Linked DNA regions of Xenopus tropicalis: region 1 is linked to region 2. Evidence: chromatin contacts called from public Hi-C data. All regions are on one chromosome and are shown on one strand. The core of a region is the stretch at or near the end of the contact, and the rest is flanking DNA. Distances in the headings are between cores, read along the strand shown.

Evidence for each region. Hi-C and Micro-C count contacts between places; a contact is called where the count stands out from the background.
Region 1: a Hi-C map of brain shows a contact between it and region 2, with 2.6 times the contacts expected there. The contact joins the promoter of fgf8 here to the promoter of dpcd in region 2. A contact is called at or near these places in 2 of 5 Hi-C or Micro-C datasets (brain and tailbud embryo).

What each region holds. Positions count from the first base shown.
Region 1 is chr7:31,019,959-31,023,626 of UCB_Xtro_10.0, forward strand. It overlaps fgf8 (fibroblast growth factor 8), which reads right to left and starts at 1,297. Exons shown (of 5, transcript NM_001008162.1): 1 at 962-1,297; 2 at 838-874. The coding sequence starts at 993.
Region 2 is chr7:30,780,083-30,783,682 of UCB_Xtro_10.0, forward strand. dpcd (deleted in a mouse model of primary ciliary dyskinesia) reads left to right here and starts at 1,496. Exons shown (of 6, transcript NM_001102805.1): 1 at 1,496-1,762. The coding sequence starts at 1,699. It overlaps poll (polymerase (DNA) lambda), which reads right to left and starts at 1,416. Exons shown (of 11, transcript NM_001100246.1): 1 at 1,387-1,416.

The DNA of each region.
Region 1 (3,668 bases), core at 47-2,546, 240 kb after region 2:
AGTCTGCAGTATTTTATGCACAGGCCTGACAATTTCAGCTTCCCTCTCCCCTCGGTGCCTCACTCTCCCTCCTTATACCCTCTCTTTCGGTGGGTGAGCCTATTCTTCCAGCTCTTGCATGGACAATATGTTTAGATGCCGATGCCAGCTCCAATGTGGGCAACATATGGAGAAGGTCTGCTTGCCATACGCTTCTTGCTCCTCTCCCTATGAGATCCAAACAGTTCTTTTTCTTTTTTAAAATAGCTCTTCATAGTTTGATGCTCCCTTTCATTTTAAATTATCACATGAATGGGAACTGTATAGATATACAGCAGAGCAGAGCAACAGTTGATAACTAAAAAAAAAAAACTCTGCATTTAATCTCCATGTTTCCTTACTGGCCCTGATATCTATAAGTTAGGGCCACTATTGATCTGTCCCAGCAAATCACAGAACAATATTGCCCTGATAATGAGTTTTTTGTTTAATTATTACAACTTAGGCCCCTAACATTCCTAAGGCTGGTTCCTACAGCACAGATCCAAAGACAAGTCCCTATAAATCTTATCCAGTAAGATCAGTTCTAATTACTAGTAAGGGAAGTGTGGGTACTGCAGAAATGATACCCAGTGACCCCTAATCTAGTGGGAGAACCAGGCACCCCAAATATTGGTTTAGCAGCTCATTCTGCACATTAGACTGGCAGTGAATTTGGATTTGATATTATAATTCGGCTCTTTGGAAGAAAATATAATAGTAAAAAAAGTCTAAAGTGAACCTGACTCTGAGCCAATTGAAAAAAAAAAAACATTAACATGCAAGTAGCAGAGGATAGAAAATAAAAATTCAATTTACCTGGGCTTGTAGGCAGATGACAAACAAGTGCAGTAACCTGTAAAAATAGAAGAGAAGGTCCAGTTAGCAAGCAGGGTGCGGGCAGAGTGGGAGCAATGTGGGTGCTGGGTGCCCCAATACTTACAGATAGCCCAGGATGGAGGTGATGTAGCTCATCCTGCCCTGCTGGGTGCCTCTGCCTGTCGGGCTGCCCGATAGTCCCAGGGAGTCGGATTGCAGTGGAGCGGCTGCTCGGCCGATGAGCTGCCCGGCTGGTAGCAGGGGAAGGTGCAGCGCTGCCGTTTCCTAGTCCCGGGAGCTCCCGCAGTTCCCTCCGCCCATCCCCTTGGCCAGGCAGCCGAGTCTGGAAGAGAGGGCACCGAGCCACAGCCAGGGAGACGGGGGGGGTGAGTAGAAACACGCTGCACTCCTTGTCCGAAACAGACGCAGCGACTTCCCAAATAATGATGCTGATAATAACAATAATAGTAATGATAGTGATGGGGAGAGCCTGAGAGCAGCCCCCTGGCGTATCGGTACAATCCCTCCGGCGCTACAGCTGGTGCGGAGCTCACACGGCTCCCCTGCCACTTGCCTCCAAGTGAGAAAAGAAACAGCCGAGATGCGCTGACAATTGTCCCAGTGCTGTGCCGGCCCCCCGGTCCCAAGGCGCAGATGTAGGCGCAGCGCTGTCAGCTTGAGCGCTCAGGAGAGAGAGAGAGCGCAAAGTCAGAGCGCAAAGTCAGAGTAAGAATGCGAGCTACTTCCCAACCTGGGAGGATCACTTTCTCTCGCTCTCTCGCTTCCAAAATGACGTTGTGTTGGGCTGAAGGCAGCGCTTGGTGTGTGAGAGCTGATGATGAAAGTGTTGATGAGTAAGGCTTTCTCCTTCTATGCACAAGCTGCGATCCCACCGGCCAATAGAACAACCTGGCTGAGTGGCTGCGGCTCAGAGACCTCCTGATAGCCCTGAGAGAGTGTGAGTCTGTGTGTTGGCCGCTGTCTCATTGAGCACTAAGTGAAGTGATTGCCAGCGATCAGCCCTTGTCCCTCCTCTTGTCCTGAACTCTCCAATGTCAAACTCCCTTCTCATCTGTCCTGGGTTAAATGTGGGAGGATGGAGCTGGAAACCACCCCCCTTGTATATCTAGGCTCACAGGATGCACTCCATTGTACAGATGGGTTAGAGAGGGCATTTAAATCCCCAATTACCCATTTCCACTTGAAAGGTAAAATCTCTAATTCAGCAGTTCGGGAACAAGTGACTGCAACAAGGTTAAAGCACAGTGTGTGTATATGTACATAGCTTAATACATGCAGATGGTGGATTTGTTTTATAGAGGGACTAGTACACCTACAATCGTTTAATCGGCCTGACCAATTGTCTATATATCCATCTAGCTTAACCCATATCCATCTAATCTATCTGTTATCTATCTGCCTATATATATATATATATATCAATCTCTATACATTCAAAAAGAATGCAAGCGAATATAAGTATTTCTATCAATGATCTATTTATCTATCATCTATTATCTATCTTTTATCTATCTATCTATCTATCTATCTTTCTATCTATCTATCTATCTATCTATCATCTATCTATCTATCATCTATCTATCTATCTATCTATCTATCATCTATCTATCTATCATCTATCTATCATCTATCTATCTATCTATCTATCTATCTATCATCTATCTATCTATCTATCTATCTATCTATCATCTATCTATCTATCTATCTATCTATCTATCATCTATCTATCATCTTTCTATCTAACTATATCCATTTCTCTAGATTCACAAAAAATGCAGGCATATAAAAGTATATTTATCTTTATCTATAATCTATCTATCTAGCTAGCTATCGATCTATCTATCCATCTCTCTGTAGATTCACAAAGAATGCAGGCGTATTTAAGAAAATAATAAATATATACGCAAAACATAACACTTTAGTGCACTTTAGAGTATGAAAAGCAACAGGTCCATTAATGTTCTATAATGAATGTGTTATAAGACCAAAAAGTAGCACCATGTAGAGAACTTTGTCACTGCGGCAATTGGCTTATCCGTGGGCTTTGGGCAGTTCACACGTTTTATCTGCAAACAGCTAATCTCTCCCATCGGGTAGTGAGAATTTTTTAATCATGGCACAGTGGAATTAAGGAAAATTCGGAGGGTTCTGAAAGTGTGAAGTCCATTAGTATTCCTTGGGTTCCCTCTATAGAGGACCTTTAGGGCTGAGTTGTGCAGATGGGCTCAGGCAAACCAGACACAGGTACACTGCACCCAAGGGGCTGAGGACTGGGAGAGAGCCTTTCAGTGCTACAGTTTGTGTATTGGGACAATCGGCTGCTCCGTTCTATGGAAATGTGGGAGACGGATTAATTGGATTAGGTTTTGACTTTGAAAACTAAACAATAAAGTGGCCGATGAATAAAATAGAGCTGTGAGCCCTTGCTCCCAGCCCCACTCACCCTGCCTGCTAGCTGCTCTGGGACATGTGGGCTGGGTGCTGTGCCAGCTGGGCACTGGGGCTCTCTGCCACTTCTGTCCAATTCTCTTTTTATGGGGCGCAAATGAAATTTGTGTTGGGTGTGATATTAACGCTAATCATTAGCAACAGATCAGAGCCCTGTAGAATAGCACTATCTTTAACTCCTGGCCCTTTAGCTGAGATAGTGCAGCAGCAGTCGCAGGACTTTAGATATATAGCCATATAGACATATATATGTATATAGGTATGTACTGAACCTACATACCGTGAGGGCATGCTAGTCGTGTAGATCAGTGAGGTTTAAAGCTCTTGGAAGGCAAATGTGAGTTCTGGCTGTGCTCATTTGT
Region 2 (3,600 bases), core at 246-2,745:
ATCGCTCAATACGAAAAAGTTGCGACAATTCGCAAAAGTCGTAAAGGCTATGAAAAAGTCACGACAATTCACTAAAGTCATAATGGCTATGAAAAAGTCGCGACAATTCACGAAAGTCATAATGGCTATGAAAAAGTCGCGACAATTCACGAAAGTCATAATGGCTATGAAAAAGTCACGACAATTCACGAAAGTCATAATGGCTATGAAAAAGTTGCGACAATTCACAAAAGTCATAATGGCTATGAAAAAGACGCGACAATTCACGAAATTTGTAATGGCTATAATAAAGTCGCGACAATTCGCGCAAGTCATAACGGTTACGAAAAAGTCGCGACAATTTACGAAAAAAATCACAAAAAATACGAAAAAGTCGCAAAATGTTAGTTTTCCAATCCGAATTTTTCTCATTCGGATTCGTGGATTAGTAAATCAGCCCCTATATGTGGCTTTAACTCGCAGACTGGGGTTACCTGATGATGGGATTTCCAGCCAAAACTATCAACCCGGGCAGAGTCATTAAGAAAGGACTGTGTTTCTATGTAGCATCTGCCTGATGGGAGTTTCCTGCCAGAAATATCATTACCTGGCCAAACCCTGAGTAGATACAGGTAGGGAGATCATCGCTTTTGCCCTGTGCATCGGCCATTAGGCTGCAGACTGCCAAGAGAGGCAGAGTTGGCTTACAATATCAACCCACATATGGCCAGCTTACTGGCAATGGCACAGAGAGACTGGCAGTGGGGAGGCAGTAAAACTCACAATTGCCCTCTACTTTTTTTTATGGTATCGTCTGGACTGGTGATTACTGTTAACCCCAATGGGAGGCATTTCTTGACCTCCCATTGACCAATAAAGTCAATGGAGCTTTTTCCACCAAAGGGAATCTCCCCATTGCCCTCAGAGTCAGTGGGCTTATATATAGGAACCAGTGGCTAGGGTTACCACAAAATGAACCCAGGGCTGCTAAATCAATCTTTTCGTCCTTCTAGTAAAATTGGCATTATTCCCCCACCCTACCCTACCCCACCCCACCCCACCCCAAGCAATAAACAGTAGCAAATAATATAAGTACACTTAATAACAGACCATTGTGATTGCCTAATGTTCTGCTATACAAACAGCTACACTAAGGAAGGTAATCAATACTTTCTCTTATGGAACCCAAACCCTAAGTAACAGTACGGTTTAATGTGTGATTATGTGTTATTTTCTTTCCCCAGCAGCTCTCCAGCCATCTCGGAGGGAGATGTAGTTCCACGATTCTATATATCACTGCTATAGATCACTGCGCCCAAATAGTTACATGGAAAATACACACACAGCGCCCCAAACAGAGAAACAAACAGTAACTTATCGCTTTGTCCCCCCCTCACATTCACTTACTAGAGTTCAACACCACATCTATAAACATACACGGACATTTAATTAGGTCACTTCCGTATCCGGATGACTCGGAAGTGGTCACCGGAGTCCATTGCTTAATGAGCCCGATAATAAGAGAATATATAATATCCCGTTACAGCAGTAGCTTTGTAGAGACGTTTTATATTTTGGGATAGGTATGTTGATAGGTTTTGTGTACACGTTACAAGGCAGTCCGCTGCGTTACTATGGCAACTCAGGTCGGTTTGCCTAAGAGGCCGGCAAGCTTTGGGTTGCTATAGTAACTCGGCCCCGCGTGTGACAGGTTCCAAGATGGCGCTTCCAAGCTGGCTGGAGAGTCTGAAGGCTGCGCAGAAAACGTGCATTTTACAGGATGGTGAGTGTTCTTGTGGGAACGCAGTCACATCGGCTTGGGCTTTAATGCTGTGAGAAAGATATAGAGCTAACGTTAACCATATTCATTCATTCAACCTCCTCAATAACCAAATCCCATGCTTTATTTGTATAGCGCCTACACAGATTATATTCAATACACTGCCCTGGTGGAGTTTAAAATCTTAGGCCATAAACATGTAAACTATGTCCAGCCAGTAGCCTGGTAAAGCTGAACAAACTCGCAGGGGAACTGCTGAACTGATAACTGAGGATACATAAGCAGAAATTCAGGAGGGCTGTGATTGGCTATTTGGTAGCCCCTATGTGGGCTGGCAGCCAAGAGAAGGCTCTGTGTGGCTTTACACTGGGTTTTTATGCAACCAAAACTTGCCTCCAAGTCAATAATTCAAAAATAAGCCCCTGCTTTGAGGCCACTGGGAGTAACACCCATGTTGCTCACAGGACACTGGCTGGGGATAAGGTTTTAGACCAAATTGTTAGGTTCTGTCAGTTAATAGTCCCATAACCAAAGATGATTTACAACAGGACCTGCAGGTTTAGTTCAATAAAGGACAACTAATCCCATGCATAATAACAAGCATATAACAAACAAGTCTCATATTTGATCTCCCCCCAATCAAATCCTTCTATTCTTACCTAGGGGCTTAATGTCTCATTTTTTTTTTTTAGTTTAGGGCGAGGTCACACAAAGCGCATACCCACTTCTCTCAATCCTGCGTTTTTTCGGCCAGGCTGAGAGAAGCGGATCTGCTTTCTTGTGCTTCTCTGTGTGCCTGCATTAAAGGTTATGGCAACTGCCTGAGTGTGGGCACACGGGAAAAAAACCCAAAAGCATAGGGAAGCAGATCTGCTTCTCTCAGCCTGTTTGAAAAACGTAGGGTTGAGAGAAGGATATATACACTTAGGGGCTGATTTACTAACCCACGAATCCGACCCGAATTGGAAAAGTTCCGACTTGAAAACGAACATTTTGCGACTTTTTCCTATGTTTTGCGATTTTTTCGGATTCTGTACGAATTTTTCGTTACCAATACGATTTTTGCGTAAAAACGCGAGTTTTCCGTATCCATTACGAAAGTTGCGTAAAAAGTTGCGCATTTTGCGTAGCGTTAAAACTTACGCGAAAAGTTGCGCATTTTTCGTAGCGTTAAAACTTAACGCTACGAAAAATGCGCAACTTTTCGCGTAAGTTTTAACGCTACGCAAAAATCGCAAAATACCGATCATTACGAAAAAAACGCAATCGGACTCCATTCGACCCGTTCGTGGGTAAGTAAATCAGCCCCTAAGTGTGACCTCGCCCATAGGTAGATAAGTGTGTATCCAGAGTTTATGTGTATGTGTGCAACTCCCATATGTGTGTGTGTGTCACCTTTGCCTGTGGTCACAAGGCAATGTAAGAGCTTATGGAAGAATGTAAATGCCAGCCACAGCACAGTGAGAGTGGGTGCTAGGAAGTGTTACCAGCCACAGCACAGTGAGAGTGGGTGCTAGGAAGTGTTACCAGCCACAGCACAGTGAGGGTGGGTGCTAGGAAGTGTTACCAGCCACAGCACAGTGAGAGTGGGTGTTAGGAACTGTTTGTATATATATATGCTCAGTTACAGTATATACACACACACACACACACACACAGGTATGGGATCTATTATCCAGAAACCTTGCAGAAAGCTAAGTTATGGGAAGGCCATTTTCTATAGTGTCCATTTTAATCAAATAATTCTCATTTTTAAAATTCTTTTTATTTTTTCTGTAATAAAAAACAGTACCTTAACTGTCTTGCTGGGTTTAATTAATTGGTAGTAGACTTTAAGAATG